Linked DNA regions of Mus musculus: region 1 is linked to region 2. A link is a contact called in public Hi-C data. All regions are on one chromosome and are shown on one strand. The core of a region is the stretch at or near the end of the contact, and the rest is flanking DNA. Distances in the headings are between cores, read along the strand shown. Region 1 holds the start of 1700105P06Rik (RIKEN cDNA 1700105P06 gene). Region 2 holds the start of Nrxn2 (neurexin II).

The links. A called contact is a pair of places that touch in the nucleus more often than the background predicts.
Region 1: a Hi-C map of B cells shows a contact between it and region 2, with 5 read pairs. A contact is called at or near these places in 2 of 39 promoter capture datasets (pre-B cells and stem cell-derived epiblast-like cells) and 1 of 484 Hi-C or Micro-C datasets (B cells).

The regions. Positions count from the first base shown.
Region 1 is chr19:7,380,471-7,385,035 of GRCm38.p6, reverse strand. It overlaps 1700105P06Rik (RIKEN cDNA 1700105P06 gene), which reads right to left and starts at 2,033. Exons shown (of 1, transcript NR_045703.1): 1 at 1,475-2,033. It overlaps Spindoc (spindlin interactor and repressor of chromatin binding), which reads left to right and starts at 2,010. Exons shown (of 6, transcript NM_001033139.3): 1 at 2,010-2,364. The coding sequence starts at 2,235.
Region 2 is chr19:6,416,407-6,421,160 of GRCm38.p6, reverse strand. It overlaps Nrxn2 (neurexin II), which reads right to left and starts at 2,405. Exons shown (of 23, transcript NM_001205234.2): 1 at 2,189-2,405. It overlaps Gm14965 (a long non-coding RNA gene), which reads left to right and starts at 2,399. Exons shown (of 3, transcript XR_879495.2): 1 at 2,399-2,670; 2 at 3,501-3,684.

The DNA.
Region 1 (4,565 bases), core at 784-3,283, 960 kb before region 2:
GCTGCTGTGGACAAATCGAAGCAGCCCCATATCCCACACCTGGGATTAAAATTATATATATATATATATGAGAGAGATTCTCTGTGTAGTCCTGGCTGTCCTGGAACTCATTCTGTAGACCAGGCTGGCCTTGAACTCAGAAATCTGCCTGCCTCTGCCTCCCTAGTGCTGGGATCAAAGGCGTGGGCCACCACTGCCTGGAGTATTCTTATATTTTTGTGTTTTATTTTCCCAAAGAAACTAAAATTCCAAAATTGTCACTTACACTCGTGATGGCCAAAGAACTAGTCTATTAAGTATATGGTAGAGGGCTAGTGACAAACCAGTGTACAATCCCCAGAGCCCACACAAAGACGAGAACCAGCTCCCCGAAGCTGTTGCTCTAGCCTTCAGACAAGTACTCTGGTGCACAACCCATAAGAAAACAAATATATATAATTAAATAAGAATCTGGTGCAATACTAGGGCTACCCATCGCTTTGGAATCAAACAAGAAATAGGAACCACAGGGTGACCCAAGTGACAGGGTGACAGAAGGGCTGGAAGCCCAACAGGGAAGTGACACAAACCAAGGACTCACAAAGACACTGGAGACACAGCCTCACCTGCTCAGGAGGAGTTAGAACTCAGGAGGGACAGAGGGAGGGAAATAACAGGCTTTTCTTTTTCTTGCCTTTCAGGCCTTAGTCACAATCTCCCGGAAGCTTGAGTCCTGTAGCCAGCCCACTGCAAAAACAGAACAGACTACCTACCCAGAGGCATTGGGCAAAAAGCAAAGAACAGCCTTTAGGTAAGAACTATCCAGGCCTAGGAAATTGCTTGATTTGGAGTATCTTTTTAGTACTGGGTACATTTCAAAGTAATAGAAATTTCCTCAGTTCTTTCTATTGTGGCTGCTGTATGTGGTGTCAGCTCAGACCTTTAATCCTTGTGCCAGGGGAATGGAGGGAGGAGGAAAAGGTTTGGGGCAAGCAGGGTTACACAGATTCCAGGTCAGACTGACATGAAAGTGAGTCCTTATCTCAACAAAATAAAAGCTGGTTATGCAGTGGATGGGGGGGGGGTGGGTATGCCCAGGGCGCGCGCGCACACACAAACACACACACACACACACACACACACACACACACACACACACACAATATACGGTAAGTGAACTGTTTCTCTTCTGTCCCCTAGCCTCCTACATCATCCACAATTACTGTTTCTGGGCTGATAATTACTGTTGGTAGCACTTAAAATCAGAATTTTGAGTGCCAGACATTTTTGCCGTTTCTCAGCTGAAATCTAGCGTGTCTGGTGTGTGTATGTGTGTGGGGAGGGGATGTTATGCAGAAGTGTAAGTGCCCATTGTGACAGTCTTCACTCAGGCACGAATGCCAGGCAGCAGCGCCATAGCAACCGGATCCCGGTCTTGGAGGCTCTCAGGGGATTTGCTGTGTCCTGGGAAAAGGCCACACTCTCTGGACTCACGTTTTTTGTTTTGTTTTGTTTTTAACGTAAATTATATCCATCGGAAGCGGTTTACACACGCCCACACGCCACTCTTGTCCTCTTCATCTTCTAGAATCTTTGTTTAGGAGGATCCAAAGTGATTTTTCTTTCCCTAAAGCGTATGTGCTAGTAGAAAGGAACGAGGCCCAAAGAAATTAGAAGAGATGTCTCCACACTTCTGAGCCTATGTATCCTTCACACATCCCCACCGGTCTTTTCTCGTCTGTGTTGCCTCCCAGGCAGGCAGCTAGTCAGGGGAAAGCCAAGAAGTAAGATGCCGAGCAGCCCTTTCCTCCAGCCATTGGTGGGGATGCCCTACCGGGTCTCCAAGGCTGCCGGCGCCGCTCCCAGGAAAACTCCAGGCTTCGCCGCCGAGCAAACCGGCCAGAGACAAACGCGCTGCACAGGGTTCTGGCCCAGACCTGTGGCTGGGGCGGGGCTAGGGGGCGTGTCCTCACGTGATTGGCCAGCCTGGTCTGGAGGCGGGACTGCCGGACGGACGCTGACAATGAGCCTCCATAAAAGGGAGCGGCGGGGTTGGGGGCCCCGGATCGAACCCTCCCCGCCCGGGGTCGTGACGCGTTGAAGCCCGTGGCTGGCGGGGCGGCCGGGCGAGCGGCGGGTGAGCTAGGCGAGCCGCGGGCCCGGGGTGGTCCGGGGCAGGAGGCGGCCGCCACAGGCGGTGCGCCGAGGTCTGTGCGAACGTCCTCGGCTATCCGGTCGCCCTTCTTCGCCTCGCCATGGCCCTGAAAGCCAAGGGCGCCGCGGCTCTGGATTGCTTCGAGGTGACGCTCAAGTGTGAGGAAGGGGATGATGACGACGAGGCCGTGGTGGTGGCCGTGATCCCGCGGCCCGAGCCGATGCTCCGAGGTGAGGGGGGGGACACCTCACTTCCGCTTGGTGGTCCGGGACTAGATCTCCAGGTCCCGGTCCCCGGTTCCCGGTCCCCAGGCGCTTCCCTGGGCCGGCATCTGCAGCCCCAGAGGGCCCTTCCCTGTCCGGTCCGCGGCTACGGCGCCCTCGCTCCTCCCCCACCGGGTTTGGAATCCCAGGCCTCTCGGAGCCCCCCTTCCTCCGCCGCCCCTCCCCCGCTCAGGGTCTAGAGACTTCCATCCACACCGAAGGAGCGGTTCAGGTCTTCCGGTTCCCTGCGCCCCCTCGGGCCCAGAGTAGAGGCCGGATTCCCAGTACAGTGGTTTGTGCCCGGCTGTTGTCTCCCGGTTCCGGTCTGTTTCTTAGGCCGAGGGGCGACCAGGCCTCTAGGCCCCAGGCTAGTCCCCCGTAGTGATAACGGAGGTGAAGGCTGGCGCGGCTGGCGACCTCCAGAGAGGGGAAATAACCCAGTAAGTAGAAGCCTCCACCCGTCCTCAATCCTCTAGGCCTTCTGTTTCAGGAGCCACAGGTGTCAAGTCTAAAACCCGGCATTTGAATGGAATTGCTAGTAGCACCCCGTTTGAGAAAAGCGGGACTTGCTTGGGGGTGGGTAACAAGCCATGTCATCTACATGGAGATTAGTCACCAAAGGAGGTGTTTGAGGGACAATCTGGGAATACATTGCTCTCCCTTCCCGTCCTCCTTCCCCAGCCTCTCTGGTCCAAAGGAGAAAACAAAGAGCTACCTTTGTGGAAGATAATTAGTCATGAAAAATGCAAATATTTCCTTAGGGTGGAATACCTGTTTCCCTTAAGCATGACAGTACCCAGAATAGATTGAGAACCAAATTGGTCATTGTGTTTCTTTAACTCATTTTTGGAGATGGGAGGGAAGGTTAGGAAATTGGGGGGTGGGGCACATTCCTCTCACTGTTTGGTGCATCACACAGGTTATTTTTTACTTGTGCTGGTTTATAGAGTGCTTAACCAAGATGGCTTCATCACTGTGAGAGGGAAGTAGACATCTACAGAGGTTCATTCTTCAGCTTTAGTGGGCAGCTATATGCCAAGCATATAGCTTCAGGCAGAGCTGAGAATGGTAAACAGTAGGGACCAGGGTAAGTGAAACCCTGCTCTTAAGTGTGCATCCAGTGGTAGCCAGCAGGTAAATATCGAATAGTATGTTAGGTGGCAGTGAGTTCTCTTTGTTGTGTGTGTCTGTGCCTGTGTCTGTTTGTCAGTTGCGTCAAGTATGAAGAGATCTGGGCAACTCTTGGGAGTCAGTTCTCACAGCACTGTGGCATTGAATTTGGTTCATCAGGGTTGGCAGTAAGAGCTCTTACTAGCCCAGTCTTCTCCCTGCCCAGTAATCAGTTCGTTTAGAGACTACAGAATGGGGATAAAGAGAAATGAGAGGCTAGTTAGAATTTGTTTCTCTTGTTAGGAAAAGTATCTCTAGTAAGAATGAAAGAGAGCTTAGAAGACCAAGTGGAAAGATTTTAGAAGCCTCTTGGCTTAGCTCAAGGTTCTAAGAACATCTAGAGTATGAGAAAGTGGATGAGTTCAAAGTATTATTCTTTGGGCTCAGCACAGTGGTGCACATCTTTAATTCTGTCACTCAGGAGGCAGAGGCAGGCAGACTTGGGAGTTTCAGGTCATCCTAGTCTATATAGTTGCAGGCCAACCAGAGCTATAGTGAGATAGTTTTGGTTTGGTTTGGTTTGGTTTGGTTTGGTACAGAGACAGGGTTTCTCTGTATAGTCCTGGCTGTCCTGGAACTCACTCTGTAGACCAGGCTGGCCTCGAACTCAGAAATCTGCCTGCCTCTGCCTCCCAAGTGCTAGGACTAAAGGCGTGTGCCACCACCCCCGGATGAGATAATGTTTTCTAAAAGAAAAAATAAGGTGTTGGTTTTTTTGTTTTGTTTTGTTTTGTTTTTGTCTTAGTTACTTTTCTATTGTGACAAACACCATGACCAATGCAAAGTATAAACAAAAGGTGTTTATGGGACTTCCTGGCATACACCTTTAAATCTTAACATTTGAGGCCCAGGGACAGCCAGGGTTACATAGGAAAACCCAGTCTCAAAACACCAAAACTATAGTTTTGGGTTTTTTTAAAGTTGAGTGTTTAGGGTTAGAGTCCATGACCATCATAACTAAAAGCATGACAGCAGGCAGGCATAGTTCTGGGGCAATA
Region 2 (4,754 bases), core at 1,156-3,655:
TCAAGGCAAAGAGGATGTGCCCACCTTGTGCCCTAGTGCACACACCTATAGACCCGGAGCACAATGCTTAAGACCCAGACTGGCATGCAGTGCGTGTGATATGGCAGGCAGGGGTTGCTGTGTCTGGGAAAATGTGTAGGCGTGGGCGTGTGTGCCCAGGAGAGGAAGCAGTGCATGCCAGGAGGGCAGGTGGGCCTGAGTTCATGAACAGTGGCAGATGCTGTGCATCTCTGAGGGGAAGGACTGTCAGGCAGTGCTTTGTCAGGAGACCCGGGGGCACTCAGGGGTTCTATGCGTGCTGTGTGCTCAAGTAGGGCTCCTGGAGGAGGTCCCTGAGGCAGGCAGGAGGTGGCAGTGTCTCTGGGCGGGGAGCGTGGGCGGTTTGCTGCCAAGGAGTTGTATTGTATACGCAGGTGTGTGCGCCTTGTGTAGGTGTGTGTCTGGGCGAGTGCCACCAAGTGTGTGGATCAGTGTCGGGATGTCTGTGTCACTGGCAAGGGTAGACAGAACAGAACAGAAAAGACGGAGCCTGGAGAGACACGGAGGTCCCCGGTGGCTATTCTAGAGCCCTGTCCCTTCCTCTCAGGAGCAGCTGTCATGTGGATTCAGCCAAGGAGCAGCTTCTCAGCAGGCACTGCCAGCTGATCGGTCCCGCCCACCCCTGTGCTGCTGAGGATGGACAGAGTCTGAGCACACTTCCCTTAGCAAAGGTAAGGGGCCTCCCAGACACAGACCCTACTCCCTGAGGCTACAGACGAAAGTTGCTCTGGCTCTGACATATCCATCCCTGAGCCATCCCCAGGTTTGGGGTAGCAAGCTGGGACCTGAGTAGCTGAAGCACCTACAAAGCCGGAGGCCCTCCATGTAGTTAACTGACTAGCCGACCTCCCCTCCTCTCTTTTTCCTTCCTGCTCCCTTCTCTCTCTTTTTCTAGCAGAAGACAGAGGATGTAAAGCTCTCCCCCAGAAGGAACGCCCAGACACTGAGAAGGTGGACGAGAGGGAGGGGCAGGAATGACTAGAAGGTCCTTGTCTACCCCACCCACCCACAATATGTGCAAAGAACGAGGGTGTTTGAAAGCCGGAAGTAGTCAAGGGGGCTGGAGACCCAAGACCCACCCCCTCAGATTTTCTTGAGCACTGTGGAGCTGGGCACCCTTTCGCTGTGGAGCACCAAGGAACTACCCCTCCCATCCCTGCCGGTTCATTAAGGCCCTGGATGCCTCAAGAGGGGGTGACGGCAAAGGCAACTGGAACAGCCCAATAACCCCCACAAATCCAATTTCACCTCCAGGAGCCCACCCAGGGTCCTTGTGGTCATACCCCCATCCCAAAGAACCCAGGCAGACTGCTCCTCCCTCTGGGGGAGAAGGCTGGAGCATGAGAAATGGTTCCCACCTCTTTGAGGTGGAGGGATAAGCCCAGGGCTCAGAAGACTCCTCTACCCTTCCAGTACTCTGTGACCAGAGCCCCACCGCTGCCCTCAAGTATATTCTCAGCCAAGCAGAGCCTCCTTCGACCGGTTTCCCTCTCTGTCACCCCCCAGCTCTCCCCAGCAAGCTTCTCTCCTCTCCCTCAGGCCCCCCATCTTGTCCAGCTCTTCCCCGTCACAGACTCATCTATGCCTAGAGCATCCTGGCATCTTCCCCTCTGCTCCCTCCTGATAACCTCCTCTCCCCTTGGCTCCCATCCCCCAGTAGTCTTTTCTTCAGTGGTTGCCCCCAGACCTCCCTCTCCACTTCCCAAACCTCTCTCCAGCCTGCCTCCTCTCCCACTAAGACCAGTGTTTCTCCCCTGCAGACCCTTCAGACCACAACAGCTCGCAGCTTCTCTGGTCCATCACTGCTTCCAGCTGCCAGGACCAGCATAGACTGGGACCTCCCCCCACCCCTATTTCAGAGCCCTTCTCACAGCCCTATGGATGCCCCTCCTTCAGACCCCCTTCCCCCATCGACCCTCCCTCACCACCTTGCATTCGCCCCAGCTCAGGGCCAATGCCCCTTCCACAGGGAGTCCCCCAACCTCCCCCAGCGGCTTCGCCTCCTCGCTGTCACCCAGCCAGCCCTCTCTGCTCGGCGCCCCCGCCCCCCAATCCGTCCTTTCTGCATCCGCCGCCCCCTCCGACCCGCTCCCCTCCCCCGATTGGCTCCCGCCCCCCACCCGTCTCCGCCGCAGCCCCCCCCCCATACCTGGTTTTGGGGGCGCCAGGAGCTGAAGGGTAGGGATCCGAGCCTAGAGACCGCTGGGTCTACGGCAGGTAACAGATCCTGGGCCAGCGATATCGGCTGCCTCGCGCCTCCTGGTCCCCGCCGCGTCCCCGCCCGCCCCGCCGCGGTGCCGCTCCGAGGAGGATGCTCTGAGAGTCAGGGCGGCTGCTCCCGCCGCCGCATCCCTGCAACACCGACTGACGGCAGCATCAGCACCAGGACCCGCCCCCCAAGCACACGCATTGGGCCACGCAACACTGACGGACGAGTGGCACAGCCAATGCGAAGATGCAGAAGCCGCCAGTCCCGCGGCTCCATGACCCGCCTCCCTCCTCCGCGAGGACCCAGGCGTCCCGGCCCCAGGGCATCCGAGCCCTTTCCCACCTCTCTGGACCTTTGCCCGGACGTCCAGGCCTCTTAACCCAGCAGGTGCTCTCCCCAGGCTCGGGGTCTTGGGAATCCAGGTACCCTAGCCCCTTCTACCTTTGGTTGGGTTGTTGGATCCCACACCCACCCGCCCCTGCCGGCGGGTCCCGAAGATAGTGCCCAGGGCTGGGACAAACCAAAGGAGAGGACTGAACCCCGACTTGAGGCACCGAGAGAGCAGGACCCGAGCAGGGCCTTGGCCACAGCGCCCTCTGCTGGCTGAGTCTGGGGGGGCTGGCCTGGGCTACCCGGAGCCAAGGAAGCCTCTCCCACCCCAGGACTGCTAGTGGCTTTTCCAGTCGCTCGCAGAGACCCTACCAATCACTGTCTCTGTATCCTCTAGCTGGAAGCCTCCGGAACTGAAGAGCTAGGGGCTTTTCTGAGATAAGGACGAAGCTTGGAGGTTGGCAAGATTCTAAGCTAGAGACAGTGGGGTTTCCCAGCCCAGACTCATGGGAATCCCAGAGTTTGGAACCAGCTTTCCACCCCTGTGGAAGGCTTTTCTGGGGTAGGAAAAGGCTAGTGGTGGGGTGGAAGCTACCCACTCCCTGTTACTGAATACAAATCTAGTAGAATCTTCCCTTCGAGCTCCTACCCTTAGCTGTGAGTTTCAGAGTGTGGTCCTGGCGTGCAAGTCTTCTGCAGTAAGAATGTCTGCATCGCCGTGTTTGTGTCAGAGTGTGAGGAAGGAACACCCCTCTTCATTTACTCCACCGAGAAAAGGTAGATCCAGCGCCTAGGTGTGTATACCATTACCTAAGTTGGACACAAGGCTTCTCAATGAGACAGTGTGCCGGCGTGGGTGTGGCCGTGGGTGTGTGGCAGACCATTTTGCCAGTTCTCTCCAGGCCCCTGATTTCTGTTACAGGGCCTGTGATCTGCACAGCTGGTAGCAGTTGGCATTTCCTTAGCCAGAGGCAATATGCAAGAACACACGTCCAACCACTAATGTATGCAGATACACATGGGGGCACACAGCCATGCACACCTATTCATGTGTGCCCAGCGTTTCCAAGAAACACAAAGGGACACTGCAGAGATGCCCCACCATGGTAAGTCACCACGGGGGGTGGGGGGACACACTCGATCCATAACCTGCATACTTGTGCATACACAGGTACCTGCACACTCAAGGGCAAACACACACCCAAGTGACTCACAGGGGACCTGCCCATGGAGTCTCCCTGGTCGTCGGTAGGTACTTTGCAGAGCAGTCAATTCCTGAGTTAATGAATGTGGACACTCCCCCCACCGCTCCTTAGAGAGGACCTCCTTTGATAGCCTGGAAGGAGGATAGGAGAAGACCTAGCTGCAATGGGTATTTCCCAGGCAGTGGAAAGGGAGATTCCTGAACAAGGTCCCAGACTTGGGGCCTACTCTGACCTTGGAGAGACCCTCAGGCAGCCCTGCCCCCACTACCACCACACCCCCCACACGTCCCCTACTGGCTGCCAAGGCCAGTAGAGGCAGCAGAACAAGAACTGCTGAGTCAGGGCCTCTCTGACCCCCCCCCCAGCCCACTGCCCCACCCATCATCTGCTGTTCCTCCTCCTGCAGGACCCACACTCACACGTACAAACACCAAAATGCAGAGGGACAGACAAGCAGGTGCAGTGACCCAGTGACAAGGCTCAAACCCCAGGAGTCTGAGTGGGAAGGGAGGCAAGGGTGAACACCGCTCTTCTGTCTCTACCTTCAGCTTTTCCCATCAAGGGCAGGAAAGGTCGCTGGAGTCTGCTACACCTCCCTGCTACACCTCCCTGTCCCTCTCCTCTACAAGGAAGGTCCGAGATTCAGATCCCTCATGGCAGCTGGGCCCCACCACTTCAAAACACACCCCTCAAATACACAGGCTCACACCCAATGTGGCATTGGGGAGCAGCATAGAGCAGACACCCTTCTAGGCAGGTACACAAGCCAACAGGGAGGGAAACCCTGGCAAGTGTAGGTGCAGGTCCCACACACATATGCTCAGGCAAACACCATGTGAGGGCCAGACACTCAATTCTGACACATTTGAATGACAGTGGAAAGGCAGGTACAGGTCACATCCCAGATGAGGCAGAGCTGAACACCGGGCAGCACCACACACTGGGAAGAGGCCAAGGAGGGGCTGGGGGTG